2 separate regions of the Mus musculus genome follow, and region 2 is linked to region 1. A link is a contact called in public HiChIP or PLAC-seq data. All regions are on one chromosome and are shown on one strand. The core of a region is the stretch at or near the end of the contact, and the rest is flanking DNA. Distances in the headings are between cores, read along the strand shown. Region 1 holds the start of Mfsd6l (major facilitator superfamily domain containing 6-like). Region 2 overlaps Myh10 (myosin, heavy polypeptide 10, non-muscle).

Region 1 (3,336 bases), core at 396-2,895:
TAGTGGTTTGAAACTGGTAACAATCATGGCCTCACTGAGTCTGACCTGGGATTTTCTGTTTTTCTGAACTGAGGTGATGTGAACTGCTTCAGACCAGTTTGAACGTTCACAATCACACAAGCATTAGGTTTTTGTTTTGGTGTGTGTGTGTGTGTGTGTGTGTGTGTTTAGGTTTGTGGTTGATATCTTTGAGACAAGATCTCATATAACAAAGGCTGGTCTTGAACTCCTGATTCTCCTGCTTCTACCTCCAGATGTGGGATTAAGCCTCCACACCCATTAATCACTTGCATGTTTGTTTTCTTTTTGCTCAGTTTTGTAAACAAGGTCTCACCTCAAAAAAGCTAGCTGAGGCTGATGATGAACTCCTGATCCCCCTGCCTCCATCCCTCAAGTGTTAGACTCAGGCATGCGTCACCATACCCAGCTAGCAACTCTTAGTTTTTAAATTTTAATTTAATAACGTTTTAATCCTTAGGTTCTAAGTATCAGTGAGAGTCTGTCAGCCATATGGTAAGAGAAAGTGCGGAGGACCTTAGCTGTCTACCCGTCTCCTGAGAAATTACCATTTCAAATTTAGCTACACATACATATTGGCTGGCAAACACCCCCCACTCTCCAATCCACGGCCAAATTAGGTGCATTGAGCAAGCCTTGAATGAAAAATGAATGGACCAAATCAGAGCTGGGATACAGCTCAGTGGTAGAGATGGAGACCCTAGGTCTGAGAACAAATAATTCCCGCATCTGTAGCTGGATAGTTGGCCATTCTGGAGGAAAGCCTATGGTACACCTCCTCCCCCCCCCCCCCCCCATGATTTCAAGGGCTCGAATCTTAGTTCAGTTGAGAGAGGAAATGCCTCTGGGGAGAGAAAAAAATCTGGAGCCATTTCTCATGACCTGGATGCCACTGAATTCATGTGTGGAAACCTTTACTTGGCTAATAAACTATTTCTTTTGACCTGCAATTTTTAAGTATCTGTATTCACTTCCTCTACTGAGGTTCCTCTACTGAGGTTCCTCTACTGAGGTTCAAAGCCAGCTAAGAATCTCTGGAGTGCATTCCTAAACAGGGCAGGCAACAGCATTCTATTGAGTGTGTACATTGTGTACATACTGCCTGGGACTGTGAGGTGCTACCAGGATTGAATATATATATATATAAATGCCTTTCTGGGTGAACAGAGAGATTATTGACAAAAGTGCAAGCCAAGGAGGGGAAGTCTGAGTCCTCTGGTGATGGCCAGACAGAATTGGGATTTCACTTACAATCAACAGGACCAACTCTGTAGATCGCCACTGACCAGTGGGCCTATGAATACAGACCTGAGGACGAGGGATGTGTGAGGACCAGAGATGTGCAGATGTTCACTTCATTCTTCTCTTCCCGGACACATCCCCATCCTGACCCTGTCAGTTTCTCAGGCCTGAGGCAGTCCAGGCGCCCAGCAGCACCTGTGGTCAGAACGCGCCCAGCAAACCACAGGGCGTCCGTCATCCATTAGGTGGCGCAGGTGAGGCGCAGGTACAACAGGTGCAGCAGGTACAGTCAACAGGTGCGTGGGCTCCGCCCCCGCCGCGTCTCTCTCTTGGGGCGGGGCCACTTCCGGGAGGGTGGCCGGACATGGGGGCAAATAGCCGTTGGCTAGGTGACTGGAGGTGACGCAGTTTGGCTTGCTCGGAACCCTGAGCCAGCGATTCTCCCTTCCCAGGATATGGAGCGCCGCGCGCCCCGCATCTAACTTAGTCCTGTGTCCTTCCGGGTCTGGCAGAATCCCGTAACCATGAGCCCCAACCCGCAATGGGACGTCCCCAGGGCACTACGGGTGGCCAGGCTCTTCCACTTGGTGTGCGGAGTCCGGGATGCCTGTGTGACTCCGTTCCTGACCCTCTACCTGAGGCAACTGGGTGTGGCCGCGCCCTTGGTGGGCATCCTCATGGGAACCAAGCACCTGATCGCTACCTGCTGGATTCCCTTCTGTGCCTTCCTGGCCAAACGCTACCAGAAAAGGAGAATGTTTTTGACTGGCTCATTGCTGAGCTCCGCAGGCGCCAGCCTCCTGATGGTCCTCGTCCCACCGGTGGACAGAAATCTGGTCAACCACTTTTGTAATGGAAGCAGTAGAGTGGCCACCACTATCTTACCGCTGGGGGTCACACAAACTGTGATCATGACCCCTACCCAGGGGTCTGGAGCACCCAACCTCCCAGGCAGCAGGCACACCAGAGCCCTGGACACTTCTGGCTTTCCAAATGGATCTGAAGGAACATTTAGCGGTCTGCAGACCTATTTAGTGGGCTCTGTTGAAGGAGCCAGGACCACTACACAAGGCCTCCATCTTGTCACTTCTGGGTTGAGAGATAATTCCCAGAAAGGGACTTTTGAGGTAGGCAATGTTACCCTGAATCTACTTCCTGGAAGTACAGCTCTTGGAGGTCCCGTCAACTTGTCAAAGCCCCAGGGGGACACCCAGACCCCTGATCACTCCTCGAAAGGGTCACCGTGGACTTTCATCCTCTCCTTGGGAGTTGTTGTATTCTGGGAACTCCTGGCAGCCCCTCTGGAGCAGGTGGCGGATGACAGTCTTTATGAATACCTGGATTTCGTAGACGCCACTGATCGGAACAGAGACCTGTGGGTGTGGAAACTGTTAGGTGTATCAGCAGGTGTGTGTGGCATCGCAGCCTTGGTGGGGCATCTGGAATGCCTCCTCGTGGCCAATGGTCCTCAGGGCGTGATTTATTTCTACAGCTACTCGCTGGTCAGTACCCTGGCCTTAGCAGTGAGCACTGCCTTTCCTGTTCCCATAGACCAGCAACAGGGGCCCAGCTACAAAGCCATCAAAGCTCTGTCCCTCATAAGGGGTGACTCCCGCCTCATCCTCCTGGCCTTCACTGTCTTTTGGATAGGAGCCACTGCCAGCACTGTGCAGGACTTTCTGTTCTGGCACATGAAGGACCACGGCAGCAGTGAGCTGGTGATGGGTTTCTCAGTGGCTCTCAGCTTGCTAGGAGAAATTCTGTTTCACCCGTTCAGAACTTCGTTGCTAAGGAAACTGTCTAGGGTGGGTGTGCTGGGGCTGGGGCTGGGCTGCCTGGCCCTGCAGGTGCTTTACTATGCTTTCATCTGGAGCTGGTGGTCCGTCCTCCCTGTTCAGATCCTGAGCACCATCAGCAGTGGGGCTCTTTGGTGGGCTGTGGGGGCCTCCATAGAGGACCTGGCCTTCTCCGGGATGGAGAGGTCTCTGGGCACCATGTTCCGGGGTCACTTTTATGGGAGCGGCTGCAGCCTAGGCAGCTTTGTCGGGGGCTTTGTAGTTCTGCACTTCGGCATAG
Region 2 (3,336 bases), core at 605-3,104, 220 kb after region 1:
CAGACACTTTCAAAGCTTTAGAGGAAGCTCCTCATAGAAAAGCACTAGGACGGCAAAAACCGAGCTCCCGCTGAGTCAGCAGACTTACCCAGTGGTCACAGCACCCGTTCTGATGCCATCTGAGCTTGGGGATTGGTCAGCCTCAGTCTGCTTAAATGATCGTTTTCAGTGAGTGGGTTTGGTTGTCGGTTGTTTTTTTAGCTTGAGTTTTATCTCCACTGCAAAGTTCAAGGAGCAATATTTCCATACCGCATCTGGCTGACTGATAGTTGACAGGCATACGTGCGTCTTGGGGTCAAGAGGAGCATGGGAAGCACCCTAGGTTTTTGTTTTGTCTGTTGTTGGTTGGTTGGTTGGGTTTTTTGGTTGGTTGTTTGGTTGTTTGGTTTGGTTTGGTTGTGGTGATAGTTGTGGTTGTGATTTGGGTTTTTTCTTTTTGTTTTTGTTTTTTTGTTTTTTTGAAATAGCGTCTCTCTACTTAGCCCTGGCTATAATGGGATTCACTACATAGACCAGGCTGACCTAGTGCTTGATGTTCAAGGGGTACAGTTGCTATGGCTACATGAATAGCAGTTGTCTGTTTTCTTTGTTTTTGTTTTTAAAATCAAACCCACATTAACTCATAGCATCCCCAGCCTCGGCTGATAGACAAGCAGTCAGGCTGGACCACCACCGTCACATAAGTCCCAACATCTACCTGACAGGAAGAAGCCAGGGAACAGTAGCCCCTGAGTGTGGGGAGGGAGGGAGGGAGAGGCCTGCCTGCCTGGTCAGTTCTCCACTAGTACTGGGGGTTGAGAAGGAGGGCTGTCTCCTTAAATCAGTCAGCCAACCTTTCTGCTTCCTGGGGTTGTCCTAAAAATGTCTAACTGCTAAAATTCTTCTAACAAATTGGCTCTAACTACCAATTCCCTCCTGGTTGTAAATCTGTAATTGTAGGGTACATATCATAAAGATGTGTTATGAGGCTGTTTCTGGGAACTCACAGCAGGTCAGTATTCCACTGCTGAGGTGGCTGCAGGGGACCTGTGGCTTGCCTGTCACCTGCTGGCTGGAGGCCCTTGTGAGAGAATGGAGCTTATATGCTCTGCAGCCCTGAGACAGTCATTAGGCTTCCCCACTCTCTGGCTTTTATTAGCCACAATAAATTTCAAATACTTAGTAAGCACTAATATTTTTGGCAGATTGAAAAAAGTCTTTGAAAACATCTTGTTCCTCCTTGCCTCCGAGGTTGTCGTCCCTGGGAAGAGCTGGTTAAGGATCCTGACAGGAGACAACATTATCGCCCTTAGGAAACTGGTGCTGGCAGTCTATAGCAAGAGAGATGAGAAATCCCTTTTTTCTTTTAAATTATGAATATAAACCCATCTAATTCCTGACTGTTTAAGCTTATAGGGTAATAAATTATAGTTCAGAACACTTGCAATTGTTGCACTGTTCTAGGGAACCACATAATAGATCCAGAGCCCACCACCAGCCCTAACGTGGCGAGGCGTGGCAAAGGAGTGGGCCCCGTGCTGTGGCTTGCTGCTGCTGGCTCTTGTGTCTCATCATTTACATAAGAAAAGCCCTTTCCTTATCAGAGTTTAATGAAGTTATACATTTAGTGATGTGCTAAGGGTCATTTAATGATAGGTTTTTCTTAGTGCTGGGACCCAACTCTGAATTTTAAATGGTAGATTTTAAAAAGACAAAACAACCTGAGAGTCTAAAGCATTGGCTTTTGGCAAACCTGAGTCATTTTTTAAAAGTAATCCAGAGCTATTGAATTGGAAATGAGGCAGATGGTGGTGGTGGTGCTAATGTGATTGGATCCTTGGACAGTGTTGGTAATCTGGGCACCATCCCTCCTTTGCGACAAGGTGACCTGTTGTTTTGGTAAGCTTTGTTGTCCTCCAGCATCTATTAAGTAGCTACTGGGTGCCAGCACCATGCACCTAGCCTGCACTGGGAAGGCAGCAGCACTCATCCTGGCTGTGGTCAGAGATCACAGTGACCGTGGGGACAGTCCCCATGGCCCTGAGAGTAGCTGCGGAAATGTCCTCTGGGGAACGCTAAGTCAAGGAGAGAGGCTACCTAGAGCAGTGTGGGGTGTTTTCTCGGGTTTGTCTGCTGAGATGTAAAGGTCAGGAGGGAAAGCCTCTGCACTGTGAGCACTGCGGGGACCAGAGCCTAAGGAGCTCTCAGGAAGCTACGGAATGGGGAGTTAGCCATGTGAGCAGAAAGGATGGATAAGTCCTTGTATCTTGGAGCTTGCCACAGTCTGGCTGGCTGAATGCAAGGTTGTGTGGGAAAGTGGGCAGAGAATACCAGCGGTGAGCACAGAGCAGGCTAGCTACTGCCTCACTGCAACGTGCACCTCCTTGTCTCGCTTTCAGAGGAAGGAGCTGGGGTTTGTTGCAGTTGGAACCTACCACAAATCACACGCTCACTGCTGGCAGTGTCTCGGACTCTGGCTAAAGTTATGCTAACACTTGGACATGTGTGACAGGAGAGGATTAGTGAGGTGGAAGGCCAGAGGAAAGACCCCTAGCGGAGTGTCAGAATCTGTTATCAGAAAGGGCAGAGTCCTGGCAAGAATGGGAAGTTGGGTGGGCAGCTGGATACAAGTACTCAGTGCCTCCCAGCTCCCACCGGGAGTGAGCAGCGCTCACACTGGGACACATGGGGTAAGGCACGGATGAGTGTTGTTCTTATCTGTCCGCTGTCCTCTTTTTCCCTTTTCCAGCCCAGAGTGGTCCCAGGCCCTCATCTGTTTCAGTTTCCCCAGGGGCGCCTGACCTTGAACAACTTGTTGATAATCCCCAATTTATCTATGTTATCCCAGCCTTCCTTAGCAGCAGGCTGCAGCATTCAGCCCGCCCTAGGCAGCTCACTCCATGTCTCTCCATTTTACCCATGACCTCATCCACCAGCCTCTCACCTCAAGCCAGAACCCTAGGAACTGCCCTCAACACGTCGCTTTTTCATACTGAATTAATCATGATCTTCTGTCAGAATATACTTGGACTTTTCTTAGCCATCTCATCTGTGATGTCATTCGTTCGGGCTGCCATCGTCCCAGGAGCAAGCCTGGGCCTTTCTGCCTTCCTGCTGGCTCTGCTCACTGCTCCTCCCTGGCCCCCTCCTGCCCTGCACTTGTTCACCTACTGCCTCTCTGCAGTCTTCATGCATTAAGTGGCAGCGCCCGGAGAGAGATCTCTTAGATCTCTTACCTGCGTTCCCCACTTTGAGATGTAAATATATTTAAAAGTATACTTTGTTCTTTCCCTAACACATGAACTAAGAATGTTAGGTGTCATCATGAGAGCAGATGCAGGATTGTAAAAGCAGATA

Evidence for each region. HiChIP or PLAC-seq counts read pairs in DNA pulled down with a chosen protein or histone mark.
Region 2: an H3K27ac HiChIP or PLAC-seq map of embryonic stem cells shows a contact between it and region 1, with 2.8 times the contacts expected there. The contact joins the enhancer-like site here to the promoter of Mfsd6l in region 1. A contact is called at or near these places in 10 of 39 promoter capture datasets (the C10 cell line, cranial neural crest, embryonic stem cells and 6 more), 1 of 15 datasets of contacts at CTCF or cohesin (large pre-B cells), 3 of 484 Hi-C or Micro-C datasets (bone marrow-derived macrophages, cochlea and stem cell-derived neural stem cells), 12 of 115 datasets of contacts at active chromatin or transcription factors (craniofacial prominence, embryonic basal ganglia, embryonic fibroblasts and 7 more) and 3 of 9 other capture datasets (embryonic stem cells, embryonic tail and pancreatic islet).

The regions. Positions count from the first base shown.
Region 1 is chr11:68,554,541-68,557,876 of GRCm38.p6, forward strand. Mfsd6l (major facilitator superfamily domain containing 6-like) reads left to right here and starts at 1,646. Exons shown (of 1, transcript NM_146004.1): 1 at 1,646-3,336. The coding sequence starts at 1,785.
Region 2 is chr11:68,778,042-68,781,377 of GRCm38.p6, forward strand. All of the region lies in intron 15 of Myh10 (myosin, heavy polypeptide 10, non-muscle), which reads left to right. Among named protein-coding and RNA genes, the nearest start is that of Ndel1, 73 kb to the right of the region's middle. Within about 2 kb of position 1,855, at least 15 of the 459 cell types and tissues checked have an H3K27ac peak or open chromatin away from gene starts, as enhancers often do. A contact at or near this core is called in embryonic stem cells, where this site is marked.